2 separate regions of the Mus musculus genome follow, and region 2 is linked to region 1. The links are chromatin contacts, called in public Micro-C maps. All regions are on one chromosome and are shown on one strand. Each heading gives the region's core, a stretch centred on a gene start, on an enhancer-like site or on the middle of the called end of the contact. The rest is flanking DNA. Distances are from core to core; before and after follow the strand shown.

Region 1 (5,154 bases), core at 1,494-3,993:
AAAATATGTTTTTTAAGGACCAAAGATGTAGCTCAGTGGAAAACTGCTTGCATGGCATACACGAGGCACCACAGAGATAAATAAGGAAACTTTCAATGGTGGTGATGGCTCCCCTCACATATCAGATGGCAGCTAACAACACTATGCAAGTGAGCACTAGGTACTGTGCAAAGCACCTTAGATACACAGCCCGAGAATACCTAATCCAAAAGTTGGAAACTAAGTTCCCCAGATTCTGAGAGCACCAACACGATGCCACATCGGGGAATTCATGCCTCATCTTACCCTGGTCACAGGCAAGATGCAGAGGGCTGTTAAAGGCATTGCTCAAAATGGCCTTTGGGCTATGCCAATAAGGCACCCACAAACCACATAGACTTTCTTGTTAAACTCAGCTTATATTCTCAAGCTCTCAAATTCATGTCTACCATTCCTGAATCCATACCCAGAGCCCCGCTGGACCCAAGTGATTGCATCAGACAGAGGCTGCCCCTCAGACAGAGGCTGCCCCTCAGACAGAGGCTGCCCCTCAGGCAGAGGCTGCCCCTCAGACAGAGGCTGCCCCTCAGACAGAGGCTGCCCATCAGGCAGAGGCTGCCCCTCAGACAGAGGCTGCCCCTCAGGCAGAGGCTGCCCCTCAGACAGAGGCTGCCCCTCAGGCAGAGGCTGCCCCTCAGGCAGAGGCTGCCCCTCAGACAGAGGCTGCCCCTCAGGCAGAGGCTGCCCCTCAGGCAGAGGCTGCCCCTCAGGCAGAGGCTGCCCCTCAGGCAGAGGCTGCATAAACTCTGTCAGGTTCTCTGGGTCTCACCCATGTAGAACCAGGAGCCTGCTTTTAGTTATCCTCTGTTCTTAGAACCAAGGAATTGTAGCACAGGGAGGGTGAGTTAGTAGTGTGACGTTTAACAGCAAGTAAATGGTAAGAGCAAGATTTAAACCCAGGCAGCAGTCCATGCACAGCCAGAGCCAATAATAATAATAATAATAATAATAATAATAATAACAATAATAGTGATAATAGCAGATGCTTTTGTATCATGAAGCAAAAGGAAGAAAAGGTTTCCCGGCTGATGCCATGGCACTGTGCTTTCTGCACGTGGCGGCAATTCTTCCCCGGCACTATGTTTCAGCCTTGTGTTGGTGAGCATGGTTCAGCGGCACCAGCCACTCCAAAACATAACGGATTCGCCTACTGAGTTCCCCGAGAACCCACTGAGAATTGGTAATAGTAAGGATCCCATCTGGGTGGGCACACGCCTGTAATCAGGCACTTACAAGGTGGAGGCAGGAGGATAGAAGCTCAAGGCTAGCCTCAGCTATGTCATGAGTTTGAAACTAGCCAGGGTTACACAAGGTCTTGCCTCAAAAAACCCAAACCCCAACCTGAACCAACCTAAAACCCCAAAGTGAACTCATCCACATTATCATCAGCATTTTGAGAAAGAGAAAGAACTCAGTGCTGGAGGGGGCTAGCCTGGGCTTGAACCTGAGCAGAGGTCACTCTAAGACTCTTCACTTTGTATCAATTTACAGATGGAGACTGGGTTTAGGGAGGAGGAGGAGGGAGGGGAGGAAGAGAAAGAAGAGGAAGAGGAAGAGGAGGAGGAGCAAGGGGAGGAGGAAGAGGAGGAGCAAGGGGAGGAGGAAGAGGAGGAGGAGCAAGGGGAGGAGGGAGAGGAGGAGGAGCAAGGGGAGGAGGGAGAGGAGGAGGAGGGAGAAGAGGAGGAATAGGAGGAGGAGGGAGGGGAGGAGGAATAGGAGGATATGGAGGCCCAGATCCACACCTGCCACAGGTAGACAAAGCACACAAAGATCCACAGGAAGAGCAGCCACAGCCCGTTGAGGTAGATGATGCTCTCGGCCAGCCGCTGGATGTCCACCGACACCAGGTTGACCACGTCCCCTGCTGCGCTGGACTTTCTGGAACCACTGGACAGGACCAGGACCTGGGCCGGTGTGAGGAAGAGGGACATGTGAGGAGGGAGGAATGGGAGTGGGCACTGAGTGCAGGCCCAGCCTCAGTTTACCACCTATGCAGTGAACCTGTAAACTTTCCCAAGCTAACTCCCAGGGTTGGGCATGGGGATCTGGGGGGACACTGTAAGTAAAAATTACAGAAAGCTAGACCCGGGTGATCTGGGCTCATTTGCCCCCTGTGCTAGGGATACCCATGTCTGTGCTGAGAGCAGCCTCCTCTCCTCAGATGTCAGGGACAGATGCAGGCTACACTGTACTGATGCTGGGGTCACTCTGGTGACTGCAACCAGGCCTGTGGGTACACTGCATGGACCAGCTGTTAAGAAGTGAAAAGTGATTCCAGGATCAATGTGGACCCTATTTTACAGCTAAGGAAACTGAGGCGCCGAGAAGCGAAGCAACTTGCCCTGAGTCAGAGTCAGAGCCAGAGACCCATAGGCCAGGAATTCAGGACCCCTAAGGCATGGCACAGACAGGACAGGGTGTTAGATTGTCCCAGCCTGACCTTCCTGACCATTACTGCCTCCAGTGCCTCTTTCTCCAGTGGCTTCTGATCTGCCAGCTACTGAGGTCTCAGGACCCAGCGTGAGGAACACTGGCTCTTCCTGCCTGCTCTGTGCTGTGTGAGAGTTAATGTGATCCAAGGTGTAGAACTCCCCACTCTGCAAGTCTTCACAGAGGGCCAGCTGCAGCCCCACCCACGGGGACTTCCCACCCCTGCTGCCTCCTGAGAACTTCAGTGGAGCCAGGCTTGTTGGCACAGCTGGAGTTTGAGTGACAGAAGCAGAGCTCAAAGATGTTTATAGTTCCTTTCAATGGGCAGCCATGCTAAGAGCCAAGAAGGCGTCTCCCTGGGGGTCAGGTTACGTCAGCCCTCTTCTGAGGATCAAAGGCTGCCTTGCAGGGCAGGCTGTGTTTCCTCTTGAGCTCAAAGCCTTGGAGACTCACAAGGGATGTAAGCATCCTGGCGGGACTACAGGTTATCCTGTGTCCCTCCTCTGCACAGGCAGGCTAGAGAAACAATGGATACCTGGAAACTGCCATTTCCCCAGGAGCCCCACGCTGGGAGAAGGAAAAGACTGAAGCCGGGGTGCCAGAGAGGAGCTTGTCTTGGGAGAGATCTCACAGTGTCTTAACAACTTGCCAGAGACAGATGGTTGGGGCCACCCCCAGCCAGAACTGCATAGCTACACATATCTCTTATTCTCACAGTCAGGATTCCAGAGAAAGACTTAGGGGGAAGTCACTGTCCCTTGCTTGTTTAATTAACAGATTGGAGAAGGTACCCAGATCAGGGCCCGATCACAGAGCGTTAACCAAGGAGGTAGGAGGACAGGAGACTAGGCCGTATGGATGCTCACACTCCCGCCCCTGGCGCTCACCTTTCTGTACACCAGGCCAGTGATGGCTGTTCGCAGCCTCATCTGCAGGACCTTGGCTCTGTACATGTGCTGCTGTTCAAACAACGTCTGTAGGCAGGCTGCCGCGAACATCAGCACAGCTAGGAGCCAGCCTGTCCACGCCGAGGAGTTGCGGTCACCCATGAACTCCAGAAACAGACTGGGATGCAGGAAGAGGGACAGCAGTGAGGCCTAAGCCATCTGGGTGCAGGGTCATCGGGGTCATGACCTCTACCCTGTCCATGTTTCTTTTCCATGTGACTTTTTTTTTTTTTTTCTTTTTGAAACAGGGTGGGGATGGAGGTCGTGTAGCTCAGGTTAGCTTCAGACTCACTATGCATACCATGAGCTTGAGTTTCTGATAGGATACGGGCATGTAGGTGCTAGGGATCAAACCCAGAGCTTGGTTGACAAACACTTGACCACTGAACCGACACAAGCTGAAGCCCTGGTTTGGCTCTAGTTGGGGCTAGGACTCATTCTGTGTTTCAAGTCTCAAGCTGTGACCCTACTACCCCCAGGCTCTTGGGCGCTGTCATCACAAATCCCAATGCCAAGCCTGGCTTTACTTTCCATTTAGTAAGTGATGTAGGCAGGCCTAGAGCCCATGGTGTAGCCCAGGCTGGCCTGGAACTTGCAATCTTCCTCCTTTAACCTCTTGAGTAAGAATGACAGCTCCTCACTGCCAGGCTTTGCCGTGTGTGTGTGTGTGTGTGTGTGTGTGTGTGTGTGTGTCTGTGTGTCTGTGTGTCTGTGTGTGTCTATGTATGTTTGTCTGTGTGTGTCTGTGCCTGTGTGTGTCTGTGTATCTGTGTCTGTGTATCTGTGTGTGTGTATGTCTCTGTGTGTCTGTGTGCCTATGTCTGTGTGTCTGTGTATGTGTGATTTTGTCCTGTCTCCCTGGCCATGTCCAGTAGTACTTGAACAGTCCTGCCCTAGTCTCTTAGAGATGGAAATTGCATGGAGCAAAGCCTCGGTGAGACCATTTCATACATCTCTGACCTACTCAGCCATCAGCCACAAACACTTGAGTGGGCCCATCCAGTGGGATCCAGCCCAAACTGCCCATCCATACATCCTGATCAGCTGAGTGCGTGAATGCCTGTGACTTTAAGCTCTAACCTTGGGGACGATAGTTTAGCAGCAAACCTTAACTGATACAGCCCTCTGCCCTCCCGGGATCAGTCACTTTCTCCTGACATGTGTCCCCCACTTCCGCAGACTTATTGCACATGTGCTGTGGTCCTGAGTCCCTGATGTACACACAGAGGCAGAATTTTTCCTCCCAGGATGCCACTGAGGTACCTCAGCCAGAGCCAGAGCCTACCTGAGGAGCTTGGGAACAGCAAACCTGAAGGCATCGCTAATGACCAGGCTGAGGGTCCCCAGCAGGAAGGTGGACCGGAACACGCGCCAGATAGCCCTGAGTAGTGGGCCCCTCTGACTCCTCTCTGGCTGCAGGAAGGCCTCTGTCTCAGGGGCCCCCACACTACTGTGCCCTTTGTGCCTGGAAGAGAGGAAACATGGGCACAGGGCCCAAGTTATATTCAATGGCTGTAGCAGACCAACAAATTCTGGTCATTTATTATTGTTGTTTTGAGACAAGGTCACTCTGTAGCCCTGGTTGACCAGCTGACAAGTGCCCTAGAGGCCAGCTGCTGAATGCTCTAGAGGCCAGCTGATGATAAGTGCTCTAGAGGCCAGCTGATGAGTGCTCTAGAGGCCAGTTGCTGAATGCTCTAGAGGCCAGCTGATGATAAGTGCTCTAGAGGCCAGCTGA
Region 2 (5,154 bases), core at 1,400-3,899, 420 kb before region 1:
ACTTAGTGGTCAAGCCCCTGCCTAGAATCTCCTGAAGAGGGGTTGGGGTGGGGCTCAATGATAAGAATATTTACCCAGTATATGGACATCCTGGGTTCAAACCCCATTATCCAAGAAAAAGAAAAATGCGGCAGACACTTTCTGACCACACTTGGCACAGGAAGAGAAACAAGACCAGTTTTTGCACAAGGCTTAAGAACATGGGCTGGGATACTGGCCTAGGACACTGGGAGCCTTCTAGGGGTAAGAAAGTCTGGTGTGGCTAACACAGTGCAGGTTAAAACAGGAAGAGAGCCATTGTAGGAGTGCACAGCTGTCATCCCAGCACTGGGAAGGGACAAGAGGCTCAGGGATTCAACCACAGCTTCAGCTGCATGGAGATTTTGAGGCCAACCTCTTACCAGAGACCCTGCCTCAAAAACAAAAACAAGGACCAGCTGGGTATGGTAACTTAAGCCGCCCCCTGCCCCCCCCCTAAAGATTTATTTCTTTTATGTATGAGGACAGTGTTGCTGTCTTCAGACACACCAGAAGAGATGGTGCCACCATGTGGTTGCTGGAAATTGAACTCAGGACCTCTGAAAGAGCAGTCAGTGCTCTTAACCGCTGAGCCATCTCTCCAGCCTGAATATAATTCTTTAATCCCAGCAATGCAGAGACAGGGGCAGCCTGGGCCACTGAGTGAGTTCCAGGACAGCCAGGGCCACACAGAGAAATCCTGTTTCAAAAACTAAAACCAAAAAAGAAGAGTAGAGCAAGCGGAGCCGCTTGGTGTCACCACACCCGCGACCTTAGTCGCTGGAGAAAGGATGAACTGGACGCAGGAGAAGGAGCTGACCAAACGGGGCCTCAGCCTTGAGCCCAACTATTAGGTTAAGAAGTCTGTCCTGAAGGTTTAGGGGGCCACCGTTGGGCTGTGGGTTGGGGAAGGAGACTCCTTCTTGGCTGTGTTGTGGGGAGTACGGGGAATTCTTTGCCCAGTGTGACCAGGCTGCCCTCCAGGAACTATGGACCCACTGTGGCTGTGCAGCGAGAAGCCCAGAAGAGAGGCTGCGAGCAGGTCCTCTGGCTGTACGGGCCAGACCACCAGCTCACTGAGGTGGGCACCATGAACATCTTTGTCTACTGGACCCATGAAGACGGAGGTGAGCCTCCCCACGTCCCAACCCATACCCTGTATGATGCCCTACCTAATTCCTTCCCGGATCCTGGGCAGGGGGCTTCTAAAAGAACGGGGAGACCATGTAAGGGTGGAAGCAGTGACACCCATCTGTCATCCCTGATTTAGTACTGGAGCTGGTAACCCCCCCACTGAATGGCGTCATCTTGCCTGGAGTAGTTCGACAAAGTCTGCTGGATCTGGCCAGGACTTGGGTAGGGCCTGTGTGGCATCTGAATCTTTGGACCAAAGTGTCTTGAGTCGTGGTGCAGTGGTGGAAGCCTGGCCCACTGCCTGAGCCCTCTTTTCTGTGGATCTATCTCCCATCCCTGGGCCTCTGTCTTTCCCAGCAGCCTTAGGGAGGGAGTGATGGTGGTCTGCAGTAGGGCAGCTGTCTGGGTACTGGAGTGTTTCTGCATCCTTGTTACGGCAGGGTGAGTTCCGGGTGGCAGAACGCAAGGTCACTATGAAGGAATTGAAGCGGGCGCTGGAGGAAGGCCGAGTGCGAGAAGTCTTCGGCTCAGGCACTGCTTGTCAGGTCTGCCCGGTGCACCAAATCCTGTATGAAGGCAAGGTGAGGCAGAGCTGCCAGGGTAGGTGGGAAAGAATGGGCGGGAGTGCCCCATCCTCATGGCTCCCTTTCTGTAGCAACTCCACATACCTACCATGGAGAACGGCCCAGAGCTCATCCTGCGCTTCCAGAAGGAACTGAAGGCTATTCAGGTGAGCTCGTGAGCTTGTGAGCAACAACTTTGATTAATGGCTCCTCACCTCTGAATACCTGTGGCCAGAAACACGGGAATTGTAGGCCCCTTGCACGAGTCTCTGAGGCTTTGGGTCTTAAAGACAGACCTGCCCCCACCCCCCCCACCCCCCCCCCACCCCTTTTTTTTTTTTTGAGACAGGGTTTCTCTGTGTAGCCCTGGCCGTCCTGGAACTCACTCTGTAGACCAGGCCGGCCTCTGCCTCCCGAGTGCTGGGATTAAAGGTGTGCGCCACCACGCCCGGCTCAGAACCCCCTCTTTAATGAGACTCTGGGGTGTTGGGGGGGGAAGGCCTCCCACGACACCCTGGGGTTCTGGGCTGTCCCTCTGGCATAGCAAACCTTTTTCCCTTACCCCTCCCTGGCCTTGAAGGATTCCTCTCACAAGCCTCTGGTGAATTCCCAAATTCTTGTGAACCTAGATGGCTTCTAGAGAACCTCTGGGCTCATTTCCCACTGAGCTGGACCCGAGGTGACTGGGTATCCTGGCCCCATGTTGGCACCTAGCACAGCACATTTGAGCTGAAAACGCCGTTTCCCAAGAGCATTCAAGGCTTTGAAATTCTCTGCTTTGATGATTGATCCCTTGGAATTGGTGGTTGGGTCTCCGGGCAAAAGACTACACTTCCCATAAGGCACTAGGGCGGAGCTCAGAGAGTGGTCAGCTTGCGATGCTCCAGGGTCTACTGGGAGTTGTAGTGCAGCTGTCTTATTGCCGCAATTTCGTTGTCTGGCAGTACGGAGCCAGTGCCCACGATTGGATGTTTCGGGTGTGACGGTGGGGGCTGTGCCCTCCCTGGTTGGATCTGCAGACGTGCCGCATCTAGTCCAGCGTCCTCGCTTCCCAGAGACTCAAGAGAAGTGCAATAGGGAAAGGTCTGTCCAGATGCTGGATCTCTGGCACCCCCTCGTGGACGTTACACTCCAAAGCCTTAAGGGCGGGACCCATGCAATTTGGACGCCACCTCAAATTTTGGGTCTCAGGACTCAGCTGCTCCGCGTCCTGGTGTTCAAGGGAGAACCTTGGCTTCTTCTCTATCTCCGTTCTCAGGCCGGATCCCCGGTGCTCTTCGTGTCCTTCCCCCCCCCCCCCTTTTCTCCGTACTTGCTGCAATTTTGAAATAAAATGCCAAAGAACAAGACATTGGCTATCATGCTCTAAGTACCACCTTGGGTCGCTGGGGGCTCATCTCATCTTATTATCAGGGACCCAGCTTGTGGACTTCTCTGACCCGTGGGTTCCTTCTGTACTTTAGTATCGAACCCCGTTTACTGGATTCTCCCTGTACTCCTGTCTTGGGTACAGCCTTACAGTGGCCACACCAGATCTCTCAAGATCTCTTCCCTTCTTACATTTCATTGGTGTCCAAGCCCTGTTCCTGGAGTCCCTGACTGCTTGCGCTGTCCCTTCTTGTGTCCCCACCTTGGCCTGACTTCCTGGCCTGGTCTTCTGCCTGTCTCTATGCTAGCTTCCTCTTTGGCCTTCTGGCCTTCATCTGCTTCCATCTGACACCAAAGGGCTTCTATAATTGTGTCTCTCAGGGCCATCAGCTCCTCTCACAGGGCAGGCCACCTACTGAAGGGAGTCCCTACTTTTTTGACCGTTGCAGGAGTTGGATCATGCCATGTTTCCCTTCCATCTCTGTGAGTCTATGCGTCCCAATCCCTACCCTCCTCACGCACACACTTTAACAAGGCCCACATGAGCCTCCAGAGAGAGGCGATTAAGACCCAGGTGCAGATCTGGATTCAAATCTTGCCTCTGTCCTCAGTCGGCCTTGATTGGGCATGCCATTTCATTGCTGATCAAATTAGCTGGAGCTGAAGAGAGTCTGCAGGACTTTTTGTCAGATGTGGTCAGGGCAAGGCAGCCAGCAGCCTTGAAATAGGAATTCCAATTTTGGGGGCCCCAACTGACCCATTGCCACATCTCCTTCCCTTTTTACCACTTATTGTTCATGTAAAGGTTAGGGGCCAAAGGGACCCAGGGGAAAATCTATAGGCCCCTTGGAAACCTTCTTCCCTTCATCAACTCAATCTTCCTGCAAAAATTCTCACTTTTGGCCAGGAAGTGTTGGCACAAGCCTTTAATCCCAACACTCGGGAGGCAGAGGCAGGAATTATCTCTGATTTCAAGGCCAGCCTGGTATCCAGACCTCCAGGATAGCCAGGACGACACAGAAACACAATCTCGGAAAACAAAACAAAACAAAAAACAAACAAACAAAACCCCAGCAACAACAACAAAACCCAAACACATTGTTGTGATGGGCTGGCTGCAAGTGTTTCGCTGAGCGCTCATTTCCTCCTCTTGGCTCTGGATCTTCAGTGTTGCTGTCTAGATCTTGTGTCCTTCACTGGCTTCTTTCTCAAGGTCATCTGTGTATCCCTAGGTCTCAGGGGTGGGGCCATGGTTGTTTGTTCATGTAACACAAAACGTACTCATTTCAGGCTGGAGAGATGGCTCAGCATTTAAGAGCGCTGTCTGCTCTTCCAGAGGTCCTGAGTTCAATTCCAATAACTACACAGCAGCTCACAGACGTCTATAATGGGATCTGCTGCCCTCTTCTGGCATTCAGGTGTTCATGCAGATAAAGCACTCATAAAATGAATACTTTTTAAAAATTTTTCTTTAGATATTTATTTATTTACTTATTTTAAAGATTTTTTAAAAATTAGGTATTTTCTTCATTTACATTTCAAATGTTATCCCAAAAGTCCCCCGGATTTTTATTTATTTTATACATATGATGAGCACTCTGTAGCTGTCTTCAGACACACCAGAAGAGGGCATCAGCTCCCATTACAAATGGTTGTGAGCCACCATGTGGTTGCTGGGAATTGAACTCAAGACCTCTGGAAGAGCAGTCAGTGCTCTTAACCACTGAGCCTCCAGCTCCTGAATAAATCTTTTTTTTAAAACACTCATTTCTGGATTGTCTTGCTTTAAAGAACCAAAAACAAAAAAACCCAAACCATTTCTGTCAGGTCACTTGCAGTTTGTGTGATGAGCTGTAGTCAAAGCTGTTATGGGGTCCACTTAAATCCAACATAATCTAGGTTGGAGAGATGGTTCAGAGGTAAGAGCACTGGCTGCTCTTCCAGAGGTCCTGGGTTCGATTCCCAGCAACCACATGGTGGTTCATAGGCATCTAGAATAAGATCTGGTGCCTTCTGGCCTGCAGGCCTATATGTTAGGCAAGGCAGAACATTGTATACATAAAAACAAAAC

Evidence for each region. Hi-C and Micro-C count contacts between places; a contact is called where the count stands out from the background.
Region 2: a contact with region 1 is called in a Micro-C map of palatal mesenchyme, with 2.5 times the contacts expected there. The contact joins two enhancer-like sites. A contact is called at or near these places in 2 of 484 Hi-C or Micro-C datasets (embryonic stem cells and palatal mesenchyme).

What each region holds. Positions count from the first base shown.
Region 1 is chr7:46,010,713-46,015,866 of GRCm38.p6, forward strand. It overlaps Abcc6 (ATP-binding cassette, sub-family C (CFTR/MRP), member 6), which reads right to left. Exons shown (of 31, transcript NM_018795.2): 8 at 4,702-4,881; 9 at 3,357-3,534; 10 at 1,782-1,943. Among named protein-coding and RNA genes, the nearest start is that of Abcc6, 17 kb to the right of the region's middle. Within about 2 kb of position 2,744, at least 99 of the 459 cell types and tissues checked have an H3K27ac peak or open chromatin away from gene starts, as enhancers often do. A contact at or near this core is called in palatal mesenchyme, where this site is marked.
Region 2 is chr7:45,586,647-45,591,800 of GRCm38.p6, forward strand. It overlaps Bcat2 (branched chain aminotransferase 2, mitochondrial), which reads left to right. Exons shown (of 11, transcript NM_009737.3): 7 at 1,003-1,145; 8 at 1,289-1,374; 9 at 1,593-1,733; 10 at 1,808-1,882; 11 at 2,660-3,064. The coding sequence ends at 2,698. Among named protein-coding and RNA genes, the nearest start is that of Gm31479, 6.0 kb to the right of the region's middle. Within about 2 kb of position 2,650, at least 285 of the 459 cell types and tissues checked have an H3K27ac peak or open chromatin away from gene starts, as enhancers often do. A contact at or near this core is called in palatal mesenchyme, where this site is marked.